2 separate regions of the Rattus norvegicus genome follow, and region 2 is linked to region 1. The links are chromatin contacts, called in public Hi-C maps. All regions are on one chromosome and are shown on one strand. The core of a region is the stretch at or near the end of the contact, and the rest is flanking DNA. Distances in the headings are between cores, read along the strand shown. Region 1 has its middle 45 kb from the start of Mgll. Region 2 holds the start of Mgll (monoglyceride lipase).

Region 1 (5,426 bases), core at 1,373-3,872:
GACCCTCTCCTGCTCTGTTCTCTTCCCGGTTCTTCCCTCTGTCCCTTCTTTCCCCAACCCCACACACACAACAAGAAAAGCATAGTAACATTTTTATAAATATCAAAACAGCAGTAGTAAAATAACAAGGGGCTCAAAGGGACGGAGTTATAGGAGTTTAGTTTGAGGAGAGTAACCGGCTTTGTTTCCAATTCAGGATTGGACAGTTCTTATTGCTCAGGGCAGATAGTTGTTCTGGGTCTGAACAAAGGTTAGTTTTTACAAAGGAAGGCTGGGAAGGAAGAAACAAAGAGCTAAAGACCTGATTGCCTCAATGTGACTTTCCTTGTAGTGGGGGTGGGGGGTGGGGGGGTGGGGAAAGTAGCTGCTCAGTTAACTTAGGACTTCAAGATCTGACACTGGCCTGTTCTGAACTTTGGCTGTTCTCTCGCTAATCTTGATTTCTGCGAGGTCAGATAAACAGCTTCCTTCCAGTTTAGGGATGAGGATCTTTTTCGCCTGGTCTGTGAAGGAACTTAGTCCAAAAAAGAAGAAAAATAGTGGCTTTCTGTTATTTTTCACCTAATACATGTGGAATGTGCACGAAGAAAACACATCCTCAGAGGCTGGAGAACTGGAGAAATGGCTCAGAGGTCGAGGGCATTTTCTGCTCATGCAGAGACCAACGGTTGCTTCCTAGCACTTGTTAAAGTGGCTAACAATGTTTGTAACTGCATTTAAAATCTCCAATAGTCAATCATTTCTGCAGCTTTTTTTTATTCGTGTTTATGTGTGTATGCCTGCTTATCTCTATGTGCACCACATGCACGCACATTCCCTTGGAGGCCGGAGAGTGTGTCAGGTCCCCTGGGGTCTGATCATGAGTGCCCTGTGAGTGCTGGGAACTGAGCACAGGTTGCCTGGAGACTGGCCAGAGCCATTGAGCCATTTCTCCAGCCCCTCAAGTACTTAATCTTATCATTTTAATTTTCATCTAAGTTAATATAAACTTCTTCCATTATCAAAAACTGCTTAATTTTTTTCTTTTTTCCTTTTAAATCTCTTAAAAATTTAAAGATTTATGAGACAATATTTTAGCTTATTTTCCAAACACCTAGTCTTTTTATCTATCAGAATTTATTCAATAGCTCCATGGATTTATTACACTGTACTTAACATGCCCTCACAGAGTCAGGACATAGTGGCCACACTGTTCCCGTGAAACAAGCCTCTGTCCTGTGGCTGCTATGGCTGCTGTCTGTGTCCACAGAGTCACCTCTCTTCTCTATGGCTCTCTCAAAATATTATTAAAGTCTTTTTAAATAAAAAAAATTCTCATAAAGTGAAAAACAAAATACAGTTAAACTTACTTTAAATTAAAGCAAAAGTCAAACCTCCGAAACACCCCATCAAAGAAGAAAAGTTTTATACCCCGAGCGGGTGTTATTATACCTCTGAAGATAATATACACAATGAAATAGAAGGGTTTGCATTTAATTTGGTTTTTAGTACCTGATTTTAAGAGCAAAATAAAAACGTGTGAAATTGGAGAATTGCTGAACTTAAGAAAAATGGTTTTTAATCATATGTTGGTCCTAAAAGATTTCTCTAAGGTTATAAAACTGAGAATTGACTTGTTACAGGTTTTGTCTGCATGTCCCAAGTCTGTATCGCGGATCTTCCCTGCTGTGTTTAGTTTGTATTTCTATTACCTCGAGAAGCATGTGTTAGCTGTAGTCTAAGTTTTCACTCTGTCAAGTATTTTAACATTTACATTTAGTTTCATAAACATTTTTCCCTAGTTGCCTGGTTTTGGGTCTGTGTTTATATGACTTCAACGTTTCTGTTTATATTACACAACACTGGTGTTTGGACCACATTTTCTACATTGCTAAATTTAAAAAGAAAGTTAAATCTCATCATCGGTTCTATTTATGGTCAAGTTTTTTTTAATAAGAAGCACCATATGCAGTATGTCTTGTGCGTCTTCATCATAATCAATATCCAGTTTCCTTTCCGTTTGAACTCCCTAATTCTCTTGGACCTCACCTAGGACAAGGCCTGGTGGCACAGGCCTGTGATCCCAAGTCCTCAGGAGACTGAGGTAAGACAATCATGAGTTCAAGCCACCCTGGGCAACTTAGTGAGACCCTGTCTCAAAAAGTCAGAAGGGGTCTGGGGATGCAGTTCAGTAGTAAGCATGCACAAAACCAGGAGCCCTCAGGAAATACTTGCTTTTACGCACTAATGCCTGGAGAACCTCCACAACCCAGCAGGCAGAAAGGTTGATTTCTCTGTGTAAATCTCCGGAGCACGTGTGTGTGCCTTACACGAACTGTTCTTTACCCCTCTCCATCTGTGCACGGTCAGTGCTGTGAGTGCTACCAGAAGGACTCTGCCCACCCTTGTACTGGCTCACGGTTATCGCGTATGTACTCCTTCACCTTCGCCTCATAGCTTTCCTCTGGAATTGGGTCTGGCTTCCCTCTGCATCAGAAGTCAGATCGCCAGTCAAACGTGCCTGGTTTATATGTGCCTAGGTTATTGATAAGAACTGATCATAACGGTAGCACTGCCAGAACCTTAGTGTCATCACGTCAGAATGCAGCCAGATCCACTGAGTTCATTCCACATTGCACAACATGCTTGGAAGTTCTCTTCTGCCCTTTGGGTTCCATTTTCCTCCAGACCGTTCCATGCAGTTCTGTGTACATCTCTGCTGATGTGGACCTGCATTTGCATACCGTCTTACTCTCTGTCTCTCTGTCTGTCTCTCTCTTGTGTTGTGCATGTGTGTGTCTCTGTGTGTGTGTGTGTCTATGTGTGTGTCTGTGAGTGTGTGTCTGTGTGTGTGTCTGTGTGTGTGTGTCTGTGTGTGTGTCTGCTGTCTGTGTGTGTGCGTCTGTGTGTGTGTCTGTGTGTGTGTCTGTGAGTGTATGTCTGTGTGTGTGGCTGTCTGTGTGTGTGTATGTCTGTGTGTGTGTCTGCTGTCTGTGTGTGTGTCTGTGTGTGTGTGTCTGTGTGTGTGTCTGTGTGTGTGTCTGTCTGTGTGTGTGTCTGTGTGTGTGTCTGTCTGTATGTGTGTGTCTGTGTGTGTGTCTGTCTGTGTGTGTGTCTGTCTGTGTGTGTGTCTGTCTCTGTGTGTGTCTGTGTGTGTGTCTATATGTATGTGTGTGTCTGTGTGTGTCTGTCTGTGTGTGTGTCTGTCTGTGTGTGTGTCTGTCTGTATGTGTGTGTCTGCGTGTGTGTCTGTGTGTGTGTCTGTCTGTGTGTGTGTGTGTGTGTCTGTGTGTGTGTCTGTCTGTGTGTGTGTGTCTGTGTGTGTCTGTCTATGTGTGTGTCCAGTGCTCCACCCCTGAGCTACACCCTCAGCCTCCAGTTCTTTCTCTGCAGTTTGCACATGTTCATGGTGACAGCCATATGCTCCAATTTGTTGTCTCTGCTCCTTTGCTTCTTGTCAATCTGAGGCTTGAGGGCTTTGAGCTACGTAGGACAGCACTGAGCCTGTTTGGGGGTTGAGGGGTCAGCTTTTGTCAGGGGTCTGAACACTGCTGTTTTCCAAACTTTCATTTTGTGACTAACACTAATGGACTCCCCTTTCCAGGGATGTGTCCTGTTCCTCTGGTTCCAGGGATGTGTCCTGCTCCTCTGGCCTTTGTGTTGTTTTTCTCCACGTAGCCAAGAGCCCTCAATTGTCCCTTCTAGTGTCTAGTAGAGACGAGCACATTTTTCATTCTGAAGAATTTCCCTTCTTTCCCTCCAAAGCTGCATATTTATACTCCCCTTTCACTCTTCAGACCAGAGGACAAGAATGTTCCTTGTCTCTCCTGCAGAAGCAGCTGGAAGGTAGACAGGCAGTTTAAAACTCCTTCAGCACAATGCCTGGGTGGCCATTTGACATTTTAAAAGCTAGACCTTGGTGCCCAGGCTGGATTGGTAGGAACAGAAGCTACAAAATGAGGAGGGTTGGGGATCTTAGCAAGTGAAAAGAGAGTTGCAAGGGGCAGGGAGGTTGGAGATCAACTTTACAGCCAGATGTGTACAGCAGGTGTGAAACCCAAGCCAGGTGAACTCTGTGGGGAGCCTGTCCATCACATGGTGTGCTGTGATGTCCAACTATCTGAAAATGTCAGTAACCTCTGCATCTGACAGACTGTGCTGGTTATCAGCTCTTGTCCCAAGAATAGGGGCAGTGTGAAGAGAAGGCAGCAAGAGCAAGGACAGCAGGTGGGAACAGTAGAGAAGGGATCTCACAGTCAAGAATGAGCAGGGAGCTGGGGAATGCTGACTGAGGAGTCAGCTGTGGCAGGCGACACACAGCACACCAACACAGCTGCAGATGGGTAAGAATAAAGGTTACAATGTTTCCTTGAAGTGAGGTTTGGGTCACATTTACATTTTCATTGTTTTGCTGTGTAAAATTGTAGTTGTTAACACTTCCTAAATTATTTAAGTGGGTTTAATTGGCCTCTTATACACACTTTTGCTTAGGTAAATGTTAATGAGATTATACGATTTTGAGAAGTTCTTGCAGGTTTTTGTTGCTTTCTTTTGAGATAGGATCTCACTATGAAGCCCTGGCTGGCCTGGAACTCACTACTATAAATAGACCAGGCTGGCCTCAAATTCCCAGAGACCCATCTGCCTTGGCCACAGTCCAGCCACCATACCCGTGTTCTCTCGGTATTTTAGTGCCATAAAATTTACATACAATGAAATCTCAGGCCTGAATTTGCAACTAAATTTGCAACTTAGTATGTTTTGACAAATCTCTATATATACCTCAGCAGTAGCTAGTCAGACCTCTCCCTTATCCCAAAGTTATTTTATTCCAACCTCCACTGCAAGTCCTAGAGCCCCCTGCTGACAGAATCTTGTATGCATTGTGTGCTCTCTTTATATAGATGATTTTCACTTATATATTTTGAGGTCCAAGACACATCTGTGCTTTGGTTCTTTTTCACCACCAAGTAGTATTCCATTGTATAGATATGCATTCCTGTTGCTCAGACTTGTGCTGCTTCCTGTTTTTTGCTATTCTGTATGTGCCTTTGAGTTGTTTAGCTTTCTGTCTATATAACCAAGATTTAAAGTAATTTCTTATTCATATAAGAGGGTTTTCTTGTTGTTCACAACTTTGAAAGATACAGTCCATGATTGATTCGACTTTATTAATAGTTTTGGGCCAATGTGGTTGAGCAAAGCCATTCATATCATGACTGAGAGAATGAGGAAGAGCCTGGACCCTGCTCTCCTTACAAAGTGACATAGACACTAGTATCTATTCTAGTGACTCTAGACTCACTTATTAAAGGTTCTATCACCTCCCTAGGAGGCTGGGAGCCAAGCCTTCGATACACCAAAACCAAGCTATAACAGTCCTCTTGACAACATGGGCTTTTGTTTGGCTTGGGTAAGAGTTGAATGGGAAATTTCTGGCCAGGAAA
Region 2 (5,750 bases), core at 1,178-3,677, 45 kb before region 1:
CTGTTCACTATAGAACTTGTTAGAAAGTAGAAAGAATGCTCGGTGATGGTATTGGTTGACTCAGGGAGAATTAATGATTAATGAGGACACACTCTGCACACCTGCACACTTGCACACCCCAGCACACTTTCCTCCAAGGACTGGCAGGAACACATACCAACCAGCCTTTGCACCACTACCCACTTTGAAAACACACAGGAGATAGCGCACAGAAGCTACGGGTATTAAAGTCGCGCCCTCTGCGTTGCTAGTAGGAATCTACCTGGGATTCCACGTGCCTGGTTGAGATGTCTACTCAACTGGCTAACCCCAGAGTCACGGTGGGAGCACAATACACACCCACCAGGACCCCCTTGGGAGACAAGAGGCTGATGGAACAGGTAGACTTAACCTGAAATAAAGAACAGGAAACAGTGATGGGTCACCAGGCTAAGGCTACAGAGACTCTCTTCCCTGATTAAGACAAACAAGCAGGGCTTTTCCTGCTTCACCCAGGAGGAACGGGGTGGTGAGGGAGCAGCTGCATGGCTGTGCACAGCCCCAGTCTGTTTCTAAAGTTGGAAAGGGACAGGGTGACGGAGCTGGCGACAAACCAGGAGGAGACACCAGACCCCTGTCCTCCCAGCTAGCTGGGTGTCACTTCTGAAGCTCAGAACTAAGCAGGAGCAGTCAGTAAAGGTTAAAAGACAGATACAGGCACAAATAATTTTAGTTTTCTTATGCATTCACTGGATTTTTTTTTCTTTTTTCTTTTTGGTAATTGTTGGGTTTGCTTTTAAATGAAGGCTTGCAACGGGAAATCAATTCTGATACAAAAAAAAAAAAAAAGTCATATGACTCTGAAAATTGCCAGACAGTGGACTCCTATCCTAGTTGTAGTGAAAAGAGAACTCTTGGGCCCTCATTGTTAAGAAAACCATAAAGTACAGCTCTCAACTCTGCTAACACCACTGTGCCAGGTGTGTCAGTGGCATGAGAGGCAGGTCACAGGAAGGATGGACCCATGATGACCGAGGAGGAGGAGGAGGAGGTGCCTTGAAGGAGGAGCAGAGGGAGAGGACTTACTTGGGTGTGCCACTGGGCTTCCAGTACCTACAAAAGAGGTACTGTCCATCCGCATTGACCAGGTGAGGAAGGTCCTGGTAGGGGACGTTCTGTGGAGTTCGCCTGGGTGAACTTGCCTCAGGCATCCTGCAGGGGTCTTTGGGCCCTTGGAAGAAAGGTGGACATATTCTAAAGTCAGAAATACACTTATGTCCATACGGGAGGAAAGAAAGCCTTTTTAGTGTCAGGACTGTGGCTGTGGCTTCTTTTCTACGCAGTTAACAAACAAACCCCAATTTTTATATACATTTTAAAAATTACATACAGCTCTTTGCAAACCCCTCTAAGACTAAAAAGTCTTGTTTGTCCTTAAGAAAATGCTCACTTAATTTTTTTTAAAAGTACCTTAGTATAGCCCCCCTTCCATCTGTGTTTATTTTAAATCATCTCAGGAAACTTCATCTTAAGGACTATTTTAGCTGTAATCAAGCGGAAATTACAGTCAGTTCCGTGGGTACAAAGCCCCAGCTGCACGGACCCATCTCGCCTAAAATCTCCACTGAGTGGGTTTCAGGGGGCATAATAAGTAGGTGACAGGCCCCAAGCGATTTCTCCCTTCTGAACGCCAAAGATGCCATGACAAACCTGTTTCCATTAGTCTTGGCTTTTGCATTCCACTACCGCCACAGCCTCGAGTATCAGCGCCAGGCAAACGAGGGCTGTTCCCTCATCGCGGCCGCAGGGCAGCACCACCGGGTCCGCGCCCTCCCCGCCTGGGCTGCAGGGGTGCGAGCTGCTCCCTCCTGCTGCTCCAGCTCTAGTTCATGTCGCCACTTTTCCAGAACACACCCCTGAAGGGGTTCCAGGAGCGAGGGACAGCCGGTCCCTAGCCCAGAGCTGCTGCGAGACGCGCTCCGCGGCACCGCGCATTCGCGCAGATGCGGGTCCCCGAGCAAAGTCACCCCGATTCTCCGACAAACTTTGCCTCCTGCCCGCCCGCGACCGTTTGGGGAAGGAAGCCTCAGGGCTGTCATCAGCACGCCACACAGGACGTGGACCTGGCCGTTGTTCCCACACCGGTCTGGGAAGATGCAGTTGACGGGCACAAGTCTGTTTGGGGGTTGGTGCGAGGGCGCGAGGGGCGCGTTCCCGCGCACACGCTGACACGCGCGCACACTCGTGCGCACGCACACCCGCGCAGGGGACCCCTGGCGGCGGCTCCTATCCTGAGGCAGGGGCGGGAGGCAGTTACCCGGGCCACGAGCGCCGCTGTCACGTTCCCCGAGCACCACGCGGGTCCGGGTCTGCTGCGGGCTAGAGCCAGACTACTGCGCGCGGCCGGCTGCGCAGCGATAGGGCGCGGCGTCTGCGCCACCACTTTATCCCCAGCCGCTCGGGCGGCGGGGGCGGCCCGCTGGGTGGGGACGCGCGGGGAGGCGGCGCCGGGGGCCCACGTGTGCCCGGCCCCCGGGGAGGAGCGGGGCGCCGCCCGCCGACCTGCCTGGCGCTTTTCCTGGCCGCGTGGGGGACCTTCACAGGGCAGTGAACCGAAGGGGGCTCTTCCAGCCAATGTGCACAGTTGAGAACACAGACCTCTCACAGGTACCCGGAACAGAAACACACGCTCATAAGTACTGCTTGCACATGTTTACAGCTGCACACGTGTGAGACCGGCATTCAGATAGCACAGGTGTGGGCACCCCCCCCCAAGGACACATCCTGAGGACCCTTCCCCAGATACAAGCTACACACGGGAGTACACATGACTGTCACAGTAACTACATGAATACAGACACACAGCATGGATGCACACTCCCTAGACACCATGCACACAGATGAAAACAACACACCACACACGGAGTGTCAGCGCAGAAACCACAGCTCTCATCTTAAAGGAAAAAAGATTATATATTCTGGAGCCATTTTGAGTGACCGTGAGCTAGGAACACAGACTTAAGTTACCCCTGATTCCATGTCCCGATTAGAAAGCAGTTTCGGGAAGTTTTTATAGTTTTACAGAACAGATAAAGCCATATATCAAGGCAAGTTTAAAATACGTTGGTGGGCGCACCAGCGTGCTATCTGATAGCATTGTCAACTGTTGTATTTGTAGAAGCTAATTGCCCTGTTAAATCAATAGGTTCTAAACGGGTGTTTATTGCCACAAGATGTTAGTTCCAACAAAGAGGGGTTAAGGAAGAAATGGCTGTTCCTGAGGGCCAGAATGTAGCCCAAGATAAAGTAATTTGCCTCTGGACCTGGAACATTCCAACCTCTCCAAAGTACTGAAACTTTAATCAGCCAGTTAATCTCTACAAACACAGATTCCTTTCAGTCAGAGGCAGCTCCTTTTCCTATGTTTTTGTTCATAACAGAGGTAAACAACACACTACACAGCTAAAGACGCATGACATTCACACACAAGTGCTTAGAGCCCCGAAAAGGAAGCAGACACACTGCAAACACACACGCACACACTCGCGCACACACTGCACACACAAACAAACACTGCATGAAACCACTTCCCCTAGGTGCTCCAGGGTCCAGGTCCCACCAGCACAGCAGGTATGTGACTGTGGAGTCCAGAATCCAGCACTAAATTTACAGCCTGTCCACTGTGTCCTATGCCTGTCACCCGTGAGTGACAGCTGCAGGGGGACAGGAGGATGACCCTGACCCATACCCATCTCCACAGACTTTCCAGAGCAGTGGTGGTGTGGCTGAGGTGAGGTTCCAATCTAACTACTTGAACAGTGAAAAGGAGGCTCTCTGAGAGACAGACTGGTTGCAGGCCATGCTAGGGACCTAGCTCAACTTCCTGCCTTAGGCGGGTCTCCAGGGGGCTTGGACACAAAAGGAGTGGCTAAATGACATTTTGGAGTTGTTTTTGTATTTTCTGGCTGGCCAGGATTAGAAGCAGTGAGCTCAGGGGAAGGGCTGGGAGCCTGGTCTCAAAGCTGGACTGGGCCTTAACAATGTCATTACTACTCACTTCAACTGTGGTTTACTGAGAGCAAGGGTGGCTGGGTCTTGAAGCCACTGTTTTGAATATTCCTAGCGCCGGTGTTTGAGTGTTTGACTTTCAATAGTTTGAAAGTTTTGAGAAGAAAGTTTCCTGGAGCTGTCAACAGAGCCTCTCCCGAATCTAAAGATGTTCCCCTTGATCAGAGAGAGTTAAGAGATTAGAGCCCGTTGTGGTGTGGTACTCCTGTAGTCTGGCTGTTCAGGGTATGAGATAAGCCGTCACTAGAGGCCATGAGTTCTGTGCCATCCTGAGCAATAGGGGAGTTTGAATACACTGGGGAAAGACCATAGATTTGAACCAAATTATAATTAAATGAAATTTCTTAGTTACTGTGAGCAGGCCGACAGCCTAAAAACCAAGTTGAAGACGCGCCAAATAGGAGTGGCTGGAGGAAGGGCTTGCAGAGGTGGGCACTGTAACCATTGCATTTGTGTGCAGTGTGTAGCCAAGTGAGAAACTGCTTTTACTCCTCTCAGCTGTGAGGCTCTGTCCATCTCTGCATACAGCCATAAAGGAGCTGTCCCACTCCCTAGTACACAACGATAAATGGGTTTACAGAAGCCAGAGTGAGCAGCGAATTATCTCATGGCAGTTGTTCAATTTTGGGGAGGGGGGCAAGGAGTCAGCGTTGCTGAAGCTTATCTCTTAGGAATTCAGAATGGGTGCCCAGAACAAAATGGAGATTTCCTTACCCATCACAGTGAGAGCCCTGGAGAAGAAGGGAGAGACTAAGCCAGTTGCCTCTAATGGCAACATCCTACAAGCCTACGGAGCGAGATCATAATGATATTGGATTTACTTTTTATTTTATTTATGTTTTGAGACAGGGTCCTACTCTGTAGCTCTGGATGGCTTGGGACTCATAGATATCCACCTGCCTCTGCCCTCCAAGTGCAGGGAGCAAAGATCTGTGCCACCATGCCCAGCATAACATTGGATCTATACAATCAAGACAGGGTATTTCCATCCACCGAGACCTCTCATAGCACCCTCCAGAGGCACATCCCCTTCCCTTTCTTTCCCTCTCTCCTTACCGCCTCCAGCAGTCTTGACTTTGTTCTCTCTTTCTAAAGTGTTGTCCTCCCAGGTTATTTTGTAAGTGGAATCGGGAGGTAGATGTGTTTTTAACCTTTAGTGCTTTTCTCATCGATCACAATCTGGATTATCCAGGTTTCAAGCTTAGATGCACCACAGTACCGAACAGTTCACCTGGAGAAGGCCAGTTCGTGTGCGTGGTTTCCAGTTTGCAACTAATTCTGGATAAAGCCACTACGAACACTGGCCAGGCACAGTGAATCCTGCATGCAGGGCTGTTAGGATTACCTTCGGTTCAAGATCAACCTTGTTCTCAGAGCCAGACCTTGTCCCAAATAACAAGAAAGGAAAAGGAAATCGCTTGCTTAGTTTTCTAAACAGCTGCCAAATGTTTCCCAAAGCAGCTGGATCTGTTTACATTTCCACTGTTGTCGCCATAAAAATAATGCTTAAAATATTTTTATTGCACATATATGTACATGTGCCTGAGTGTATGTAATGTGTACCACACGTATGTACCGCTTGAGCCCCAGTAGGAGGTCAGAGAGGGGCATTAGATCTCCTGGACCTGTGGTTGTATTTGGCTGGTTGTGAACTGCCATATGGTAGAGAAGCCAAATCAGAGAGGGTCCTCTACACGAGGGCC

What was found. Hi-C and Micro-C count contacts between places; a contact is called where the count stands out from the background.
Region 2: a Hi-C map of liver shows a contact between it and region 1, with 5 times the contacts expected there. The contact joins the promoter of Mgll here to the enhancer-like site in region 1. A contact is called at or near these places in 2 of 12 Hi-C or Micro-C datasets (kidney and liver).

The regions. Positions count from the first base shown.
Region 1 is chr4:122,701,492-122,706,917 of GRCr8, reverse strand. No RefSeq gene overlaps it. Among named protein-coding and RNA genes, the nearest start is that of Mgll, 45 kb to the left of the region's middle. Within about 2 kb of position 2,622, at least 2 of the 93 cell types and tissues checked have an H3K27ac peak or open chromatin away from gene starts, as enhancers often do. A contact at or near this core is called in liver, where this site is marked.
Region 2 is chr4:122,746,113-122,751,862 of GRCr8, reverse strand. Mgll (monoglyceride lipase) reads right to left here and starts at 2,427. Exons shown (of 8, transcript NM_138502.3): 1 at 2,297-2,427; 2 at 1,066-1,210. The coding sequence starts at 1,190.